Linked DNA regions of Gasterosteus aculeatus: region 2 is linked to region 1. The links are chromatin contacts, called in public Hi-C maps. All regions are on one chromosome and are shown on one strand. Each heading gives the region's core, a stretch centred on a gene start, on an enhancer-like site or on the middle of the called end of the contact. The rest is flanking DNA. Distances are from core to core; before and after follow the strand shown.

Region 1 (6,734 bases), core at 317-2,816:
ATAAATCAGTTTGGTTATGGCAACAAAAAAAGTTTTCCATTTGTCCCTACGTATATTAGAACTGAGTATTTCTGCCAGCGTGAAAAACACTCTGATTTCCTGCAGAATCTTCATATTTAAATGTATTTCTTTAAAGTGACGATGATCAGCGCACCCGATTGATATTTATTAATCAGATGGAGACGGCGGCAGTGAACCTGCGAGGTGGATCACGCTGCACCGGCTCCCCTTTCCCCCCTTTAATGCCTCTTTGTGAAAGCTGGTGAGTTGTGCGCGTGCGGTTCCACGAGGCCGGTGGGCACATGTGGGAGGATTTGTTGTGGCCGTCTACGTGCACTTTGACCTGTTTAAGTTATAATTTTAGTGCTTGCAGTGCAACAACATCGCAATAGGGAAGTGCATTTTGGCAGATTAGCCTCATGAATACAGAATGTTGGAATATTTTTTTAACCTTATAACCAGCAAAAGTTTAGAGAAAAATACATTACGCCCACATGGTTTGAAATAATGCAAACTCTCCACAGTGTGTCCTTTTTACACATTTTCATAAGTAGCGTGAGGTCTATTGGAAGTAAATAGAAATAATATTAACCGTCAATGTGCGATAAACAATGATAAGTTTGTGACGGTGACGGGGCTCTATAAAGCCAAACAGATCATCTAGTATTTGGTTCAAAATGTACTATATTCTTTTTTAAACCACGGACCTGGCAAATATAACTTGTCGAAAACATGGACAAGCTCTAACAAGGAACATTCTCATTTTTACCTGTGCTTAATATCCACTCACAAAAAATACTTGTGATAACCTTTTTAATGACAGCTTTGTTTCACGTCCGTACTCTTAGGATTTGAGATTTGAAGAAGAAGAAGCGAAAGTGGGAACTTACAGCTTAAATGTGTTGCCTTTACATTCAACATGGATGAACCCAAAGAGAAACCACATTTACGCTCTGAGCTTTAGTGAGTTCATCAGCGTGAGCTGGTTGTAGATCTTGTATCTGCAGCAGGAGTCTCAACCAGCAGAGGACAGCATATCTCCACCTGTAAAGAGCTCCACTGCTTCCCTCAGAGAACATTCTGTTTCAACGCCGTTGAGATCAGTAGAAACGGCCTCCATCACTGCTGCTGTCGGCACTCAACCCCCTTCGACCAGTTACCAGTTTTTTTCTTTTTTCTTTTTAGGTTTCCACACATTTGTGCAACAACACATCCTGCTTCTCGTACGAGGGCCGTTTCAAAATCTATGGCTGCTTGCTTCATTGTCCAAATTCATCCTGATACACTTGGTTTTTTTTCCCCCCCTAACGGCCCAGAAAGCGATCGGACAGCGCGAGGAAGACGCAGGCGTGCACGCAGGGTGTGCACAACAGGACACACCTCTGCAGAAAGGCTCACACTGGACGGGGGGGGGGGGGGGGAGGAAAGGCGGAGGGGTGGAATAAAAGAGGTAGTCGCTGTGGAAAAGAGACAGTTTCGTTTTCAGCGCTCTCGTTATTGCGGCCTGTCAGAGGAACCTGACTGAACCCTGACCCCTCTGCCAGCAGCACGAGGATGTGGTTAGACGGACTCATAACAAGACGTGGTGCAGCCGAGTACTGGGAACCCGAGGCTGAAAGGGGAGAGGGCACAAGCGCAGGGGGGGAGGTTTGTTTTGGCATCTCCGGCCACAACAGCGCCTCACGAAGACGCGACGACGATTCCGCCCGCATGTTTTTGTGCGTCGACATTAAACCACATCGCCTCTTTCTCAGGGAGCGAGTGGCCTCATTCTCTGTCTGAGACAAAAGCCTCCCCCGCCCCCGGTAATTCTACTGCTGTGCGCTGACCACGTGCGGGTGGAGGAAGCAGGCCGCGGCTCCGTCGCACTCGGGGCAGTTTCACGCCCATAAACGCAGTCAGGGCTCAGTGGAGGCACACTCATCGTTGAACTCCCGCCCGCCCAATCCCTCCGTGTTCCTGTAGCAAATGCTCTCTCTTGCTCTGCGTGTGTGTGTGTGTGTGTGTGTGTGTGTGTGTGTGTGTGTGTTTAATACACACCCGGCAGTCTGGAGGGGGCACGCCAGATGTCAGTGCGTCGTCTCGGAGCAATTAAACCGGTTGTTATGATGAAAGAATTTATTTGCCATTTGTTTCTCCAGCTCAAGTCTAATTGAGTGATTGAGATCTTAATTAGATTGGCTCTCTTTTTTTCGGCTCCTTTGTTTCGAAGCTGCTTTAATCCCTAATTTGTATTTTAACTCTTCACTGTGGGAGTTATACCTCTTGTGTTTTCTGGAAAACGGCTAATTACTGTAAAACCACTCCGGTTACTGGACTAGTGTTTCTTTAGTTACCTTTGTGGCATTTCAACTTTCAGCACTTTCAGCGGATGTTACTGTTTTAGTTTGTATCAGTGCCGCTGCTGTTTCAACAATAGCAACTGACCACGTAGGCTGACTGTGTGTGAAATGGGTCACTTGTGACAAACCAAAGGGGAATTACCTGCTGCGCGACGGAGCATCTCGCTCACTTTCATCTCGGTTCCGTTTCACTGCTGCAAACCTGCTTTAGTACCAACTGGCCGCAGACAAAGGTTTAGATCATTTTGACGTATTTTTAACGTATTTTCTGCAAGATCATTCATCAGAAATGTAATCTGCAAGTAGAACTTGCAATAATGACTTGTAAAGTACAGTAGGGTGCAATGGCTTTCCGTTCGGAACCACGTGGTCTTCATTGTTTCAGACTTCAGGAGTGTGATGATTCACCAGCGCAGCGTTGCGTCAATGATAAAAAGATCATAAAATCAGCGCACAATGCCTCGTCTTCCTGTCCCACAACATCTGCTCCAATGATTGTTTAAAAAAAACCCAAAAAGAAACTACTCACAGCAGCAGATGGATCAGAGCGTCCGTATGTGGAGGTAAACTCAGTTTGGGAGTTGAAGCTGCCGTGACGGCCACTGGGAGGCCTTTTCCAGACGCCTTAACAGGAATGCGATAATGATGCGGTCTTCCCCCTCACGGTGGCAGATTATTAGACGGTTCACGTCGCCTCAGTAGAAACTTGTTTTCTCGCTCTCGTAGGCCCGTAAACAGCGGCTCCAGAGCCGCGCCGCGACTGGCCGAGTTGTTTTGCATCATTCCCCCCGGCAGCAGATGGATAAAAAGCTATAAATTATGTATCCATCGGTTGTTAGCAGAGAGACTCTGGATGCTAATAAACTCCTGCGATGTATGATCGCCTCCGTAACGCCACGCTGAAAATAGCTGATTGTGACCGTACGCAAGCGTGGCTGCATTTTGAAGGAGCTTGTTTATTTTCCGTCCATTTGTGTGGATGTTTGCTTTGCTGGAGAGTTCATAAAGACTTCATTTTAATTAAATCTTTTGTGATATTACAGGTTCCTGAATACTGATTTGTAGGAGCTACCAGTTTTTTGTTTTTTACGTCTTCACATCGCAAAAAGTTGTTTGTTGCTGTAATAGTGATCAGCGACGTTAAATGCAACTCTTTTTAAAGACAACCAGTGGTGGAATATAATATAACTGGAGAAACCGTTCTGTGCTTCATACATTTGGTTTACTGCATTTCAGAGGGAGTTATAATGGCTTTTTACTGCGTGTTCACTTAGTTTACTACTGTAGATACTTTTACACAAACGAACCACACATGATACGTTTCTACTACAGGATGCTGTAGTATCTGACATTCACTTAAAACTTATCAACTACAGCAATAAAACTCAATCTAATCCCATCTGCATGAATCCCATGATGTTGTGCGTTAGGTATGTGAACATTACAATACACGTGTGTATCTACACATATAATCACATACACCTTCTCACCACCGGGGCTTGTTTCCCAATAACAACATTGAACCCACAAGCTCTTGTAAAACTGTCGCGTTGAACTCACAGTTTTGTATGACAGGGAACATTTTTGTTTGATGTTTTCGACATGTGAAAGCGCTAAAAAAAAAAGTAGAGCTGCAGCAAGAACTCAGCCGATAAGTCTGTTGTTCAGATGATCTGGAAGCAATTAAAGCTTCTTGCTCAAGCTCCTAACGTACAATGGGACCTTTGATAAGTAAGTGTTTTAGGAGTCGGGAGGAACGCGCCCGCCTCAGGACTTTTGATGGATTTGTCGGTGGAAACCAGCCGCTCAGCCCAGCAGCTCTTTATAATTAACCGCTGACACGGACCCGCGGCCTGTTGAGGAACCCTTAAAGATTTTAAATGGGAATTAGAAATGGAAATGGAGAGTCAGTCACTCGACACTCAATCCCATATCAGGGGGGAAAAAAAAGTGGCATTATGTTAGAAGGAAATGGGAAATATTTTCAGCAACTAGTTAATTGTTATTGTAATCATGTCAACACATTAACACCCACGCACGCACAAGCACACACTCCCACTGCCGGCGCCTTGCACTCAAAATCAAACATCCATCGTCAGGTCGGTTTAATTAACACGGGGGGATTAAATGCAACTTATTTTTCTAGCTCGGTATTGACGGACCTCCATGTTTCTCCCCTTTAAAGACGTAATACTAAGGATTCATAGGGGGGAATAAATCTTATTAGAAAAAGCAAAAGTGAAACATTGGCGCTGCGACGGGGCGCTGGGAGACTCGTTTTCTCACTAAGGTCAGCGGAACACGGACGGTAGCGCCGGCGGTGCACCGCCACACTCCCTGTTGTCACTTCCGCATGCACACAACGCCGTTTTGTGTCAGGGTTTCATGCTGTGTGGCAAAAGGTTCTGCTTTCTCTGCTGAGAATAATCCAGAGCGCTGAATGACTCCGAGGCGCCGGAGAACATTGTTACAATTAGGTAACATCATAAGCCTGGTAGTGGTAGTAATACTCTACTAAGAAAACGAACAATGATGGATCATCACATAATTCATTCTACATAGTGTGCTACTTAGTTGCTCAGTTGTCATGGAGATAGTTCAGTTTACATCTACGACTGTGGTTGTGTATCTTTGTCTGGTATTGGAATAGAGGCAGTGTACATTTCAGGTGTAGCCGCACTGGATTCTACAAAAGCATCTAAGCGGCAACTCCCACACCGTCGTGTTTGGGTTCTCACACACACACGCAACAATGCAACACTTATTATTAGAGATGCACGTACAACAACACTCTGTCACTGGTGCAGGAATGTGAAGACGTGCGCTTGCTTGGCAACCGGATTCCTGCAATGTCACAACATCAGGCGAACATCAGTCGATCAAATATCACACAAAGATCCATCCTGCAAGGCCTCAAGTAATGTTTCTCAAATTAAAGAGCAAAGAATGGCTCTGCGGCCTTTAAGGGGAACGGGTGTTTTCACTCTTCTCCCCAGCTTGCATTGGCCAGAGTTTGATTGACAGATGGTTCATCCAAACACTTTCCACTGACGGTCCCTCAGCTCGATTGTGACAGGGAGCCCGAGCGGCAGCAGCAGCCCGAGAGGTTTGCTTCACGCTGGCGCTTTGGATCTGAATAAACTGTGATACGTTGCTCCCCTCGTACCGCAGGGGGTCATTTTGTTTATGACCCGAGCCGAGCGGACCACCACGTCTGCGAGCTCCTTCCAGCGTGACGGCCGTAGCGGGCCGGAGAGCTTTTTCCCGTCGCGTGTCGAGGCCCCCGGACAGAGAACGGCCCTCCGGGGAACCGCAGGCATCCATAAACATTCCAGCCCGGAGAAGTTTATAGAGTTTGTCGTTAAGGATTTATGGTGGGCTGCAGAAGTGGTCGTGGAGGAGGAGGAGGAGGAGGAGGGGGGGGGGGGCCTCATGAACCGTACGTCAAAAACGCTCCACAGAGGGGATGACTGGTGATGTTTGGATTCGTAATCCCGTTGAGTAGCGGCATCGCGGCGTGACCCCCGTCTCCCCGCGTCGCGTGGCTTTTTTTTTTTGTTTGTCAGCAAAAAGCGGATCAACATCTGTTTGGCGGTTCGGAGGGTTCGGAGGAAAACGGCAGGACAACAGCTCGTCCGCGTTGTGTAGATGCACTTGGGTTCCATGAGCTAACTTTAGAATACGCAACACCAAGAACGGCACAATTGGTGTTTAATGCCTTTTTTAGCGTAGCGAGTTCAGTTTAAGATGCTTTAAATGAAGAGAAAGTCTCGAATGGAGGCGCTGCACACACAGCAAACCCGAGCTTTCAGCTGCATTTGTATTCTCCTTTGTGTGGACATGAAACCGCTCCTAACCTTTGAGGAACACGATGGGTTTGGGTCAGCATGTTTGTCTTTCACAACCTGCTTTCCACACGGCTGGACGGATGCCGGTCTGTACTCACCACAACCACATGATGCTTTGACCAATAACCAGCACAATGACTACTTCATGTTGCGTTTCACACCTACTTCTTTTTTTTTTCCTCATCCTTCTACTTCTCCTTTCTTTGTTTCTCTTTTTTGGTCCTTTTCAGCGTTTCACACACATTAGCTCTGTTTGAGTTTATCTCTCTGCTATTTCCGCTGATCTTTTAGTTATTTCTGTAGGCCTCGGTGAAACCTCAATTTCCCTCTTTCTTTTTCCACCAGCCTGCTGCCGTATCATTTAACAACTTCAGGCCCCCGAAACCGAGCTCTGTTGCAACGGCACCATTGGCTCTGAAAAGCCGTGAGTCATCGGCGTCTCCTCCCTGCACCACAATAAAAGCAATTTCAAAGTAAAGGTCACCGCGACGCAGTAATCTCCAAAAACATTTTCTGTATTCTTACATCTGTGGGCTTTTAGGTT
Region 2 (6,225 bases), core at 3,633-6,132, 170 kb after region 1:
CAATTATGGAGAGTGAAAGCATGCAGCAGGTTCTATAAATGGAACAATTAAGATAATTGACTGTACAAGCCCCATTAACAAAGCCGGCTTTCAGCTCGGAGCTGCGATTAGATTCATTCTCATAATGGAGAAGCACTTGTTCCTCACTTGTTCTCCATTTCGCCCTCTTCAGTCCAGGTGCCGGTGACACCCGGCAGAGAAGGTTTCACGGTGGATCCCGATGATTTATTTGACTTCACCAGGGAAGCACAGCAGAGTCGACGCGGACACAGAGAGACCCAGAAGATCGTCACCGACCGATCTGTGGCTTGACTACACAAACACAACTAGCGGGAAATGTTTGACAATGGGTTTGGATTTTTGCGCGCAACATATATTTAAAAGTTCCATCAAGGAGTCAAAAACTAAGCTTTCTACTTCTAATAGCGAAAGTTGCACCGTGTAGGATTTAGAGGCATCCAGTGATGAGATTAAAAATTTCAACCAACTGAACTTCTGAAACCGTTTAATTTGTTAATTAAACAATTACGTTCTCATATATTCCGCAATTTCTGTCATTAGATCACGTTGTTCCTTCGGGGCGACCGATCTAAATGTGAAACACGACTCTCATCACCTCTTTAGCGCCTGTATTTCTGTCTCTTTTTTGAGGAGGCGAACAAGCACCAACACCTCAGCGAAAAGCCACACCGTGCTGTGCACACGGGCAGGAGCCCCGGTTTGTCCTGGTGGAAAGGTTGCGTTGAAAAAAATACTGATTTAACTTAAGCTCAAGTTAGTTCGGTTTTTGGTGTCCTGCCAAAAAAATAATGATAACATACCGAGGATTGTGCAAAGATAATTAAAAAGCAATGTTGTGCACAAAACGTGTCAAAAAAGGTGCCCCGTGATGTAATGTATGTAGGCCACTATGCCCGGTGACCCAACTACTGAACAGTTAGATTAACTAATGAAAGGCTGAATGTGTGAAAGGGTGAAAGGATGAGGGCTAGCTGGGAGTCAGACCCACGTGCCTCATGTGTGCATTCTGTGTTTCTGGAGACGCACTCGTGTTGCAAAGAGTCAATCATGGCCTGTGTGTGAGGGAGTTCATTATCCCAGTAATAGGAGCTGTGTGTGTGTGTGTGTGTGTGTGTGTTTCACTGGGAGGGGAACCAATTCTGTCATGCTAGTTCCTATTCCTTCCTTTTTTGTTCAGTGTGAGGCCGCGCGTTAAGTTACAAGCACCACACGCTCTCCCCCTCTATGGGTCTGTGTGCGTTGGACCACCCATCTGCAGGGCAGTCCCACGGCTTCCTCACGCCGCCGCCTCTCAAGGCCTGGCACGCATCACTCGTATGCGGCTGGAGGTTGGGACCGAGGCTTTTGCCGTTACGTTTTCCTTTTTTTCTCACATGTTATTCTACAGAACACCAGGCTCCCTTTCTGCGGTCGGCGCCTGTCCAATTCATTCACGGGTGACGTGCGTTCCTTCGGGCCGCTACGGCGGCGCTCCAGTGGCGCTCCAGCGGCTCGGGGGCCGAGAGGGTCACAGGTCACACCGCCGAGGGCGGGGCGGCTGCACTTATTGGACACTGGTGAATAGAATGATAAAAAAGCCATATAAGTCACAACACCACAGTAGCAAATTGTGAAACATATTACTTGGCAGAGACACAAGTGTGTTTTTTTTTTTTTTCTTCCTATCTGAGGAAACAAGAGCACACAGCTGCTTCAAGTTTGTCCTATTTCTGACCATCTGCAGTAAGAGCCCTTCATGATGTCTGTAACAGAAGACAAACCAAATACCTTTAGAGTCAACACAACCCTCGTCCCCCCCCTGCCGCTGAAAAACAAATAAACATGGGCTCACGCTAGGCGGCCCTGGAAAATCCACTCAGGAATTTCAAATACTCCTGCATTTATTTTCCATGAGGTCTTTCGGAGCAATCTTAACAATCAAAGAGGTCCATTTTGCTTGGGAGGAGAAAAAATATTGGGTAAATATTTTCAGGGAAACCGGTCATATTTGAAATGAAATGGCTTTACTCGCCCCCTGCCCTACGCTCTCCAAACAAGTGTACACGCGATAACACACACACACACACAAAGTTGTGCTTGAGACACAGATACACACACAATTGGCTTTTCTTCAGGCGCTGTCCAGGTATTTTTGGAATGATCAGTGCTGCTCCCCTGCCGCCTGACCGACTGACACGTGTGTGTATTTTTCCCCTGCACACTTTAAATTCAAACATCCCTCCTCCCTGCGACCGAAATGTCCCGTGTGTCCCGCGTGCGCGCGCCCGGGCCTGCAGGACAAAAAGGTAGGAAAATAATAAGAAATCATTATTTACATCACAAGAAAAACAAACAAACCCGGGAGGAAGGAACCTGCTGGGGAGGTCCAGGGCTCTTTTGCCTCAGAAATCCTTCTGATGTGGCTTAAGGCAGCCTGCCAGCTAAATCTAATATGGATTTATATACAAAGACATTGCTTAGTTTAACATAATGAATATTTAATCATGCGTGGACCCTTTAAAGCAATTTTGCGAAAAAATAATTGAAAGCAGACTTTGTCTCGAGGCTTGAAAAAAAAAAAAATGCAACCGCTAAACTGTTGACCCAAAGGAACCCAAAAAAATCTCACGCTGGATTAAATGTTTACACTGGTGGCATAAACTCTGATAAATGAGGTTAGGAATCAATGGGAGATAAGTCTGCACACATCTCACGCACCTGATGGGTGGTGAGATGTTAAGAGCTCCATCCCCAACCCTCCAGATGTTTGTATTCTCCTCGTTCACCGAGCCGCAAGTGAATAAAAACGTGGGAACGCAAAAAAAAAAAAATAAGAACACACCACCCGTGTGAAACGTGTGTACGGTTCATTAAGAGTGACTAAACATTCCACCACGTGCGCTAGTATTTTTGGCGGGCTTTGTTGTAGCTCGCGCACGCTGGAATATCCAAGGGTGCGGCCGATGCGAGCGGTGAGAGACTGATGTGGGAACGCGGCGTGAAAGAGATAGAAGAGAGCGGCCGACACCTCGTATTTCATCGCCGCCTGCGCGGTACGTTTTAATAAAAGTAAAGCCGATCACTGCGCTCCACCAGACATGACAAATGAAAAACGTTCATTACGAGAGCAAAGCCAAAGAACAGATGAGATAAAATACATCAGCAATAACACGTGAAATATATGAAATATTTTCCACAAGCATGACTTGTTTTTTGTATTTTTGCATTGACAAAGAAACCGCGACAATAGCGCTGCACAATAGAATCAAATAAATAACCAGACCTGTATTTAGACACATTTAAAAAATGAGAGGGTTGACGACATAAGCGGATTTGGGGGAAGGTGTTCGCTTGTGCAAAATAAAACAGGTCATCAGGTCTATTTGGTGATTCCCTTGCAGCGTTAATAAATCAGCTTAAAGGTGCGGCCTGACTGCTCCATTCGCCCCACAAAACTCTGCACTGCAATAACATGCGCCAGCGAGCACAGATTAATTTAATAACTCTTTAATATTCTTCGTGAAGAAGAAGAAGAAGAAGAAGAGGAGCACGCAGGGCGGGTGGGGAAAAAGGGCCGATCTGTTGAATAGGATATTGCTGCTGCAACAGATTGAATATTACATAATGATGTCATTTATATTCCATTGCAAGTGCCTCCCAGAGCTGGGGATGTGTCCGTGAGGCCAGAAGTGAGGCCGAGATGTAAAATAGTCGCTAACGACGGCTTAAATGTATCACCTTCAACCTAACGTTGTATCTCAATACAGGATGCTTATGATGCTGTGTTTATTATTTACTATTAAACACTTACAGTGCGTTTTATCAGCAGTCATTCTCTCCCACAAACTCCAAGATTTAAACAACTCATCGCTGTCGAGTGAAAACCATGAATCTCCAGTTTTTCCCATTTAATAACTTTTACTCACCTTTATAACAGACAGGATAAAACTACAGTATTTTACAAAAAGACGTAGAAATTCAAATAACTTTGTGCAGACGAGTGCAGCATTTTCTCATTTCCTACCTGGGAAATCAACCCCCCCCCTTCCTTCAAGGGGTCCAGGACCCCGACGTTGGGACCCACAGGTTCAACTTACAAACACGTGATCGGAGCGATGCATTGATTGCTACTTGGCTCATTAATGAACATTAAACATTAACACAGTTCACATGGCAAGGAAGCAGATGACTGTGAGCAGCCCTAAAGGAAAAATGATGATAAATATCTTATCAGCAAAACGAGGCACATCAAAATAACACGCCTGCATCGGAGGCAAGTGTTCAACACATCAGATGGCAAAGTGGTGCAGGGGGTGGAGGTGAAGCATGGAGAGAATAAACAGAGCTTGCAGACGCTGTAATGAGAATTTGCTCCATTTGGCAGTAGCCCGCAGCAAAGGTCTCCCATCTGTTTCCTATCGGAGGGGAGGGGGAGTCAACAGTGTGGAGGAGGAGGGATGCAAAGGGAAATACAAGAATGAATGGACCACAGTGACATCTTGCGGCGGCGGAGGACAAAGTGGAGGGTGTGGACGGACGCACGCATGCATTGTCTTTGTCTCTTGTGTACCCATATCTCCTCATAAGTACATGATGAATTATTTGTTTTTAGACATGGAAAAACACAAAAGAACGACATCATTCTGAACTAAAGAAGCAGCCTGTGTTCAAATATTAATTAAGTTTGATCAAATACATGTCGATGATATTAAAATAAACTTGAATTTGACCCTTTATGGACGTACGACGCCATACGAGCCCGGACAATAACTTGTGTTGGCTTAAGAGTCCGGTGTTTTAATTATGTCAGGAGAGAGAGCAGTCTGAGCTTTGTCCTTGTGTTCCCTTCTCTAAAGAACGTGGGAGTCGGCCGACAGTGACAAAAGATTTGTGTGCATATCAAGTGACGGTCGTTTGTGCAGCAAGATTAAACACGAAGGTCAATGTTGAACCTGTAAAAGCACTCGAACAAAGAACGGCATTACAGTCGTTATTAATGTGTGTGTTTAAACTGGGCACACACACACACACACACACACACATGTTTAGTGTGTGTGTGTGTGTGTGTGTGTGTGTGTGTGTGTTGAGGGAGTGTGAGAGGCTTTTAGCAAGATCAACAGGCAAGGCAGGTAAACAGGCTCAACGGCAGCCATCACCTGTGGAGGATGTTACAGCTTTACCGAGCACACAAGCCCCACATTTGACTTTTAAACTGGGAAAACTAAATACGATGGGATTTTCCCCGGCCGCATGCAGGATGTTGGCAGCACAATAAGTACATGTGTCTGTCATCAACTGGTCACACACAAACGGGGCTTTGTCAGGCATCTGAAAGATGGTTTTATGCGATTCTCATCTTCCAACCATCCGTGATGGTTGTTTTTAATCGATAGAGACTTGGCCTCCCTGCATCATCCTTAAAAAGGGTCACTTCATGAAGATATGAAGCCAACAGCATGAGACACAAGATGTTCACCGTTTCACCCAAAAGCACAACCTTAGCTGACCTTTGACCCTAACTAATTGGTGGCACAACAGCGTGGCGCCTTTTCATTTAACCTTTATTTATCCGCTTTGCTTTTCAAAAAGGAGTCTTTGCCGAGACTTCACACACCAAAACACAAACAACAACAACAAAAAGCTGAACAATGAAAGAAATGTCATTCCTGGAACACATCCTATTGCATGAAGCCCATCTTGGGCCACTGCATTTTTTACAGTTGCTACACGTTTGTTTTACCATCACAAATGTGATAAAACTCTGTTGACTTTCACTTGACGAGATATGGTCTAATGCAAGAGATCTGGACCACGGAGGTTCAACCTGGAAATTAAATGGGAGACAAGGGAACGTAGAGCAGCTCCAAACCTCCATTGTTTACTCACGTACACACAGAAGGCTGTACAAACACCGCCTGTTGACTCGGGAGGAGACGCAGGAGGGAGGTGAAGGGGGGGGGGGGGGGGGTTGTAGAGCAGGCTATCTTGCATCGTCAAGACAATGGTGGACGAGAGGGTCACTTAAAACATGGCGGTTCGTCATGATGGCTTTTTTTTATTATTATTATGGTGCAAAACACGGCATTTGTTTAGAAAAAAAACACATGCAACTGGCGACAGATAACGATATCAAACAAAGTGGCTCCATCTACAGATGTTCATATCTACACCAAAGATAATAGAAAAAGGCCCCGTCTGAACGGCCCTCATCGGCTCCACACAATA

What was found. Hi-C and Micro-C count contacts between places; a contact is called where the count stands out from the background.
Region 2: a contact with region 1 is called in a Hi-C map of skeletal muscle, with 17 times the contacts expected there. The contact joins two enhancer-like sites. A contact is called at or near these places in 6 of 6 Hi-C or Micro-C datasets (blood and trunk muscle, liver, skeletal muscle and 2 more).

Annotation. Positions count from the first base shown.
Region 1 is chr12:20,398,170-20,404,903 of fGasAcu3.hap1.1, forward strand. No RefSeq gene overlaps it. Among protein-coding and RNA genes, the nearest start is that of uacab, 42 kb to the left of the region's middle. Within about 2 kb of position 1,567, at least 4 of the 9 cell types and tissues checked have open chromatin away from gene starts, as enhancers often do.
Region 2 is chr12:20,569,664-20,575,888 of fGasAcu3.hap1.1, forward strand. No RefSeq gene overlaps it. Among protein-coding and RNA genes, the nearest start is that of LOC120812450, 14 kb to the right of the region's middle. Within about 2 kb of position 4,883, at least 3 of the 9 cell types and tissues checked have open chromatin away from gene starts, as enhancers often do.